2 separate regions of the Mus musculus genome follow, and region 1 is linked to region 2. Evidence: chromatin contacts called from public HiChIP or PLAC-seq data. All regions are on one chromosome and are shown on one strand. The core of a region is the stretch at or near the end of the contact, and the rest is flanking DNA. Distances in the headings are between cores, read along the strand shown.

The links. HiChIP or PLAC-seq counts read pairs in DNA pulled down with a chosen protein or histone mark.
Region 1: an H3K27ac HiChIP or PLAC-seq map of embryonic stem cells shows a contact between it and region 2, with 5 read pairs. The contact joins two enhancer-like sites. A contact is called at or near these places in 2 of 115 datasets of contacts at active chromatin or transcription factors (both in embryonic stem cells).

Annotation. Positions count from the first base shown.
Region 1 is chr15:53,308,603-53,312,652 of GRCm38.p6, forward strand. All of the region lies in intron 1 of Ext1 (exostosin glycosyltransferase 1), which reads right to left. Among named protein-coding and RNA genes, the nearest start is that of Ext1, 36 kb to the right of the region's middle. Within about 2 kb of position 2,554, at least 183 of the 459 cell types and tissues checked have an H3K27ac peak or open chromatin away from gene starts, as enhancers often do. A contact at or near this core is called in embryonic stem cells, where this site is marked.
Region 2 is chr15:52,965,652-52,969,631 of GRCm38.p6, forward strand. No RefSeq gene overlaps it. Among named protein-coding and RNA genes, the nearest start is that of Gm41323, 34 kb to the left of the region's middle. Within about 2 kb of position 2,515, at least 32 of the 459 cell types and tissues checked have an H3K27ac peak or open chromatin away from gene starts, as enhancers often do. A contact at or near this core is called in embryonic stem cells, where this site is marked.

The DNA.
Region 1 (4,050 bases), core at 1,304-3,803, 340 kb after region 2:
AGAAAACATAACAGGAAGAGATCAAAAGCAATATGGAGACCGGTTTGTTCTATAGATGGAGGTAGCTGAACATTTTTTTTTTTTCTGTGCACCCAGCCTAATCAGTTCAACATCTGTTTGCAGGTGTGGCAGGGTGTGCGGGAGGCACTGAGCAAAATCTTTCCAGACAGCTTCCTGGTATAAGAGAGAGACAGGAAGACAGTGCTGCTGGAAACTCTTACTCAAAGAGACCTGCTAATGAATCAACCCTAGCTCAAGGCAGGTAGGTCTAAAAGGGTGAATCGGAGGTCTCTGACCTACTACTCTTGTCGACAAACCAGAAAGGCTAAGGACAAGCTTACCAAATTAGGCTGAAGTCTTATGTGCGTGGTACTATGTTTCAGGGCAGAATCCAATGGTTATCCCATCCAGCTAAGAACTTGGGAGAAACTCTATTCAGGATTTTTAAATATACATATGTAAATATTCCACCCAATAGGCCAAAGAACCAATTCATACAATAATCCTTGTAGAAATTAATGAAGAGATTCTAGTTGATTTAAGTATGCCATGGACTGTGACGTAAGTTTACATACACATCAGCTAGCTAATTGAATTTTAGGTCTCTTAGGGAGACTTAAATGAGGTAGGAGAGCATCAAAGATAAGGGAGCACTTACAAAGAGCTAGAGGGTTAACTCAGCCTGCTCCATCCACAGCATAGAACATCCACACCCATGTCAAGCCAGGTATGGCGCCCCGCACTTAGAACCTTGTACTGGAGAGGCAGAGACAGGAGATCCCTGGGGCTCACTAGGATCTAGTCATACTGCCTCAAAAAGCAAAAGGAACCTAGTGGCGGAGGCTCTCAGGAGGCAGAGACAGGCAGATTTCGGAGTGTGAGGCCAAACCAGTTGGTCTTCAGAGTTCCAAGAGAAGGGCTACACAGAAAAACTCCCGTCTTGAAAAACTAAAAAACAATGACCAAGGTAAATGGTTTCTTAGGAACAAAATCGGAAGCTAACTTACAACGTCCTTATGCACGTGTGCTCACACACACACACACACACACACACACACACACACACAGAGGAATTCAGGGAAACGTAACCAGAAATGCTTTCCTCAGTGTTCACCCTGAACGACGCCTCCCTGACAAGATCTCACCTGTGCTCCCATTCTGTGCTTTCAATGGCCCTTCCTGTACCTAAGGCTAGTGGCTTACCTCACCCAGTAGGGTTTTTCCACTGTACCCTTATATGAAGGTAAACACAAGCCCTACAAGAACCTATGGTCAGAATAACACAGGAGGTGCCTACAGAATTTGTTTCTCAACTTGCAAAATGTTTGTAACGTTTCTCTGTAAAAACACATACATACACATATACTTGGCCTTTCCAAAACAAACAAACAGGACTTCCACACATGTCTGCTTCTGCTACCCAATTTAAAACATTTCCGTTTCACCAAGAAGACAGTGAAGTGAAGCGCTAGCTTAGAAGCTACAATGACAAGACAGGAGACGGGTTAGGCCTAGTCCACCCTTCTGAGTCGGGAAGAGAGAGCAGGAGGGACGGCTGTCAGTGAAAACTGCACCAAGGAGAAAGAGGACTTGGTTCAACAAAACAAAGCATAGCATCGTGCCGGCTGTCCAAGCATGACCACCTCAATTTGTAGGCCCAGCACCTACTTATTAAAACCTCCTGTAATCCCAGAGCTAGAGAGGAGAAAAGAGCAGAATATCAACAACCAACTGGGCAGAATCCGTTGACTCCAGGTTCAACTGGAGTTGTTGACTCTCAAGCAGTACAGTCAACAGCAATTTCAGAGGCCCAGTTTTGACCAAGGGCTTCCACGTTAGCACATGCACTTGTGCACGGGAACATGTGCGGTCATAAGTAATGCACAAGCGAAATAAATAAAATTGGATCAGACTGAAGAATTTCAGAAAAAAATGGCTTAAAAACTGTATAATGTATGGCTAACGTTTATTAAGCAATTACTATATCCAAGAGCGGTATCAAACATGAGTCTTTCCATGTTTAATCTTTGAAAGACTTCTGAGGTGGGCAAGCCCAGGCATGTATGATTCTTTGGCAGCAGACAAGGTTCTAAGCTGGACCCTTTCTTCTCCGCTAACCCTTGAGCTCTCCTCCTTGAGCCCCCTCTCCCAGCCTCACCTTTTCCCACACAAGGGTAGACAAAGCACACAGGAATAAAAAGAAATTCAGAATGGGGGTTGGGCACTGAGAGAAGGTCTCAGCATGAGAGGGAGAAATTCCTTAAATAAAAGCTAGGATGAGGGACTCGGGGGAAGAAGGTTGGGGCGTAATCTACCAATAGCGAAAGTGCGTCTCTCTACGATAATCACAAAAGTTCAGGGGTTGCTCCAGACACGGTAAATCTTTGAGCGTCTTCAAAAGTCATTTTCTGTCGCAGACATTCGCCCTCTTCCCTGTTACAAAGAGAAAGGAGGCAGCGACCCATGAAGTGTCAGGAATGCATCCGAGGGAGCCCCAGCTAAGTCTCGGGGAGGCCTTTGTGCTGCTGTGAAGTTCAAAGGAATTGAGCGGCTGAGGAGTTGGAGGCAGAGCACAACTGGGAGGAGCACTCAGCGACCGAGAGAGGCTGAGCCCGGTGCCAGACCTCGCAGCGGACCTCAAAGCGTGCACTGCACCCACCCACCCACCGTCCAGCTGCTGGGGAGTCCTGGGAGAGCGGGAGGAGGGGGCATGAGCAGGGGTGGGGGTAGGGGGCAGGCGAGATTCCCTCCAGACTCCTTCGGAACTCAGTAAGCCCAGCGTTGTTCAGGGATCCCTCCAGAGGGTGAGGGGCCAAGATATTTACATTGCTCCAAAAGGAAGGGGGAGGGGGACCCACGGCTGCGAGGCTGGGAAAGAAAGCAAAAGAAAACAAACTGTCCTGGCCATTAAATATTCATGACAGCAGCCTTGCTAAGTTCTAATGGAAAGAAAGCACATAAATCCCTTTATAACTGTGTTAAATGGAAGGAAAAAAAAATGGCCGAGGGTCACAGCACAGGGCCAACTGGAAATGGATGAAACTGTAGCTCCAGAGGACCTCGAGCTCAAGAAGGCTGGCTGCCGGGGTTCTAATAAGTATTTAGTAGGTGTGGACGCTGGTGCCATTCATTCCTCCCTTCCACAATAAACCACAGCTCAAAGGGTGGGTTTTCAATTACCCTACACTCCTTGAGGGGCATTTCGTCTCTCGAAAGCACATTCCCTCAACTGGAGGGTCCTGGGTCTGTGTGGCGGAGGTTGCCGTTTTGAATCTTGCTGTACTTGGTTTAAGTCTTGAAACCATCCTGATGAAGAAAATGAAGATCCAATAATCTAATCAACGACAGATTTCCCAGTGATGCGCAAGGGAATCTTCAGCATGCAGGCTGGGGGGCTGCAGAGACCAGGCTAAGCCCAGTGAAGGAAGGATAAATAAAGGAAGCTAGCCCTAACTCATTCCAGGCCTCCTACCTTCAGAATGTGTGCAATATCCGCTACTCACACGCCAGCCTTCCGAAAGGCTGGTGGACCGTCCTAAAGAAGCAACAGGAAGGACAGGCCATGTAGCCCCGTACACTAAACCGTGTTACTAAGAACTCAGATTGCTCCTTACTTATAGGGAACAAGTAAGCTTTTGAAAGCCGAGTTGATACTTGCACAGCAGGCGGCAAATGTTCTACCTTTCTTGGTGGTTTTGGGTTTTATTAATGTAGTTTTACATCGTTTATGGGGAGGAGAGAACAAGAACACACGGTTATGCTTCAGACTGCGGCTTAGATTTATCCGTTCCCCGCTAGCATGGCTCAGGGCAGACACACATAACCCTGAAATAAACATGACACAATCCCAAAAGGTCCTTGAAGGAAAGTCAGAAGCCCTTAACACAGAGCTCCGCGACCTCAAAGGCCACAAAACCCAAACTGGGCTACTTTAGAAGTAAACACGGGGCCTGCAGGGTAGAGCGCTTGTTGTACAGGCATGAGGACCAACTCTCCAGCACCCGCGGAAAAGCAGGCGGTGGTGACGGGTCCGATGGGGGGGGGGGGGCG
Region 2 (3,980 bases), core at 1,265-3,764:
CTCTCTAGTGAAACAAGAGTGTCCCTAGGTTGTATATTTAGAGGTTCAAAATGCGAATTATGGATAAGAGGCTGGAAGAACGCTATTTTTCCCTTGCATTTGTCTCCTTATCCCAGACTATACTCAAAACTCTTTGAAATCTTAACCCAGATTTTATGTGAGACTTCCTGAATCACTGTCTCCTGCTGAGCCTTCTCTGCAGTCAGAGCCATCCTCTGTTGTTCTCACCAGTGCTTTCTTGGTATTTCTAACACGATAAGCATCTAACGAATATGGCTGCCGAGCTGTACAATTTGCAATCACTTTTCTCCAGATGTGGGAAGCCACATGTGCTGTTGCAGAGTGGCACTGACTACTGCTGGCCACCACGCATAAGTTTGGACAAACAACCAATGTGTACATATGCAGTAAAGTTTTTTGCAAAGACACTGCCTGGCCTGGGCATGATAATGAGGCTTTGAGAGTATAACCAACAGATGTGAGACATGCAAATGAGGCATGATAATGAGGCTCTGTGAGGTACAGAGAGAGTAGCCAATCAGATGAGGAACATGCAAATGAGGCATAGTGCATAACCAATCCGGGTGTGAGACACGCCTCTCCTAGGCCTATATAAGCAGCACCAGTTCTGGGCTCGGGGTCTCTTTGCCTCTGCAATCAAGTTCTCCCAATAAACATGTGCAGAGTCGTTACTGCTGGCCAGTCTGGCGCGCGCGAGATCAAATGTTATTCTGCATCACCATAGCACTGGGAGATAAATAGCACCATTCGCTTTGTGTGATGACAAAAGTGAGACTCAGAGATTACATAAGCATTTAAGGTCACATGACTAGAAAGTGGCACAGCATGTCTCACATCCAGACCTTCTCACTCAAAATCTCTTGCTTACAGTGCTCAAGGGATGGTTTAGTCTGTACATTGCCAGCTGTATGAGCGTAAGCACCTGAAATTGGATCCATGGCCCTCTTGGAAAAGTTGGGCATGGTAGATAGTGCTGGCTGGAACCCCAGTGCAAAAGAGTCAGACTTGAAGCCCACTGGCCAGCCAGTGTAAACCCCAGATTCAGTGATGAGCCGAGTCTCAAATGACAAGCTGAAGGAGAGAGGAAGACAGACACTCTCTGTAACTCCTGACCTCTACACACTCATGCAAGCATGGGCACATGCATCCACATGCACACACACACACACACAATCTCTCTTCTTCCCCTGTGACACTGACTGTAATTATCACCTGTTTGATCTTGACTAACCAGTAAGTCTGACACCTTGAGGGTTTGAGACAGGCCTGTTTGCTTCTGGGTTCTGTCTTCAGAAAGCCTAGACTAACTTGTGGCATTGGTATTTGTGTTAGTCGGCTTTGTATGACTGTCATAAAATACCTCAAAGAAACATTCTGAAAGAGACAAGATTGGGTTGGTTCACAGTTTCAGATGTTTGGGCCCATGCTCACACATCCCCCATCACAAAGAAAATAGGCATGTATATCCCATGCTTCTAGTGACCATGGTGTTCTTGGAAATTCTGTCTTAAAAGGGTTTTTTTTAAATGAGTTTTAGAACAGGAAACTGTACTCTTTTCGACCCTAGGAAGGAATATCAATGAGGAAATATTCCCCATATATTGTTTAGAGTTAAGCTTTTAAAACTTACAAGTAAAACATACAAAGAACCAAAAATACACGGTGATAATCTCTGGATATGAAAAGCTTAGTGTCTAACCCCAGCTCATGTGTAGTCTTCCTGTAAACTGTCCAAGTGGTTATTGGAAATACTACTCCCCCTCCAGCCTCCGTTACAACTTCAAGGTTTCTGTGTTCTCTGTGTTGGAATTCTCAGACCAAGGATCCCAAGGCTGAGGCTGTGATGGGTGATGACACTATTCTTGTTCATAACCTTCAGAGGAGAAAATATAATATGTCTGTGGCCAGGTTTTTCTGAGAGATACCAGGTGTGCAATTTGTAAGCAAATGACAATCGGCATGACTATTGATTGTTCTGACCAGCTAATTATGAGTTCGCCATTCCCCAAAGCCTTAAAATTTCTCCTGTATCCCACCCTGGACATCTCCCAGCCGATCTCATTTGTTTGCCTTCAACCCATCCCTAGAGAGAAACGTCTTCTCTCACCAGCTTTCCCTATGTCCTTCTCCAGCTTGCCAGTTTCTTAATAGCTGTCACCAGATATCAAAGGGGCTTTAGCTTATTGCATAATCAGCTCTTCCTCTGAGACCCACCCCGCCTCCCATCATTACCTCAGGGTGTTGGAACTTTGCTGGGAGCTGCTGACAGATCTTTAAAGATCCCAGCTGTTTCTGAGTCCTAACGACCTCTTTCAGCTGGTCTCCTCAGAACAGCTGCAAAAGCTTCAGCTAGGAAGGGTGGAGACACCGTTTAGCATGATAACAAATCAGTAGGGAGTGGTCAGTTTCCCAAGAAAAGCTGTTAGGTGGTGGTGGTGGTAGCCGCCCCAGCAACACCCTCAGCCCCCACCCTCCCTTAGAGAGGCAAATTTATGCTACCTCTGTGTGAAAACTCTTCTTTGCCAAAAGAAAGAAATCAAGAGTCATAGCCCCACCCTTGCTGCCAGAAGAGCTGGAAAAGTTTCTTGCTGTCTCCAAGGTTCACAAAACGATCTGTCAATAGAAGCAAAAAGATTATCCTGCACACATAATGTGAAATACGCACTCATTTGCACCAAATTAAACATGTGGAAGAAACACTGATAGCTGACATCTAGTTACATTCAGGGTGTTGGGAAAAGTGTTTTCTTGTGTATTTTCATAGCAAGCAATGTATAGTGGAGGGAGCCAAGGCTCCAAGAGATTGGATAATTTGTTTAATGCTTCATAATTCAAAGGCAGTGGAGCTAGAGTTTGACCTGCTTAAAAAGTAGAGTCTAGTACGGTACCGGACACCTTTCCTTACGTATTTTCAAAGCAGCTCACACTGCCCTGCCAGTAGTAGATTGAATGGGTTCCTTTTTAATGAAGCCCTATCATTCCTATCATTTTAAAATAATATTTTTGTTAATTGTTTGAGAATTTCATAAACATTTGTATCGTATTCACCAACTACACTTAAATTTGCCCCACCTCTCTAGACATCCAAGTTTGGGTTTGCTCTTTTTTAACCCATGAAGTTCAGTTGTACTGCCCAGTTACTCTTGGGTGTAAGGCTACCCCTGATGTACAGTCTTCTTACTATGGCTCATACCCATAAACCAATCCAGCTCTTCCTCTCCTGGAAGCTATTAATTGCCAATAACTCCTTATCCAGGGATGGGAGTCTATACCCATTTTTCCCTTCCCATGATGATGAGATTGTATTTTTATCTTGAGCATATGCAGGTCATTTTATGCTGTCACAGCTGCTGTGAGTTCATATACACAACTGCTCTGTTGAGTCCTTATTGTTACTTCTTACAATTTTTCTTACTCCTTTCTCATGGTGGTCCCTGGGCCTTTGGGGAAAGGGTATAATATAAACATACTATTCAGGGCTGAGCATACTATAGTCTTTTATTCGCTGCTCACTGGCCAGTAGAATGGCTTTGTATTCATTGCCTTCTACTGTAAGAAGATTCTCTAGTGACTAGAGTTGAGAGATCTACTAACTTATGAGTATAGTGATAACTTAGTATGAGTTGGTTTAATATTCTGTTCATTTAGCATCATAATAGTAACAGATTCTCCTCTAGAGCCTATAACCTATCTAGCCACAGGTTCTTGATCCTAGTAACAATGTCAGATATGGGTTCTATCTGTGCAGTGGGCCTAAATCCATCCCCTTCCCCACAAAGAATTTGGTTACTTCCATAGCATTACTGCCATTATTCTACCAGCAGGCAGGTCTTATCAGGATAGTCATTATTGTAGTTCACAGGGTTCACAGCTAAGTAAGACAAGACTAGAGATTGCTTTTCTACTCCAGTGATAGTCATAGCACCTTTGGGAGCTACAAAAGTGACACAGCATGGACG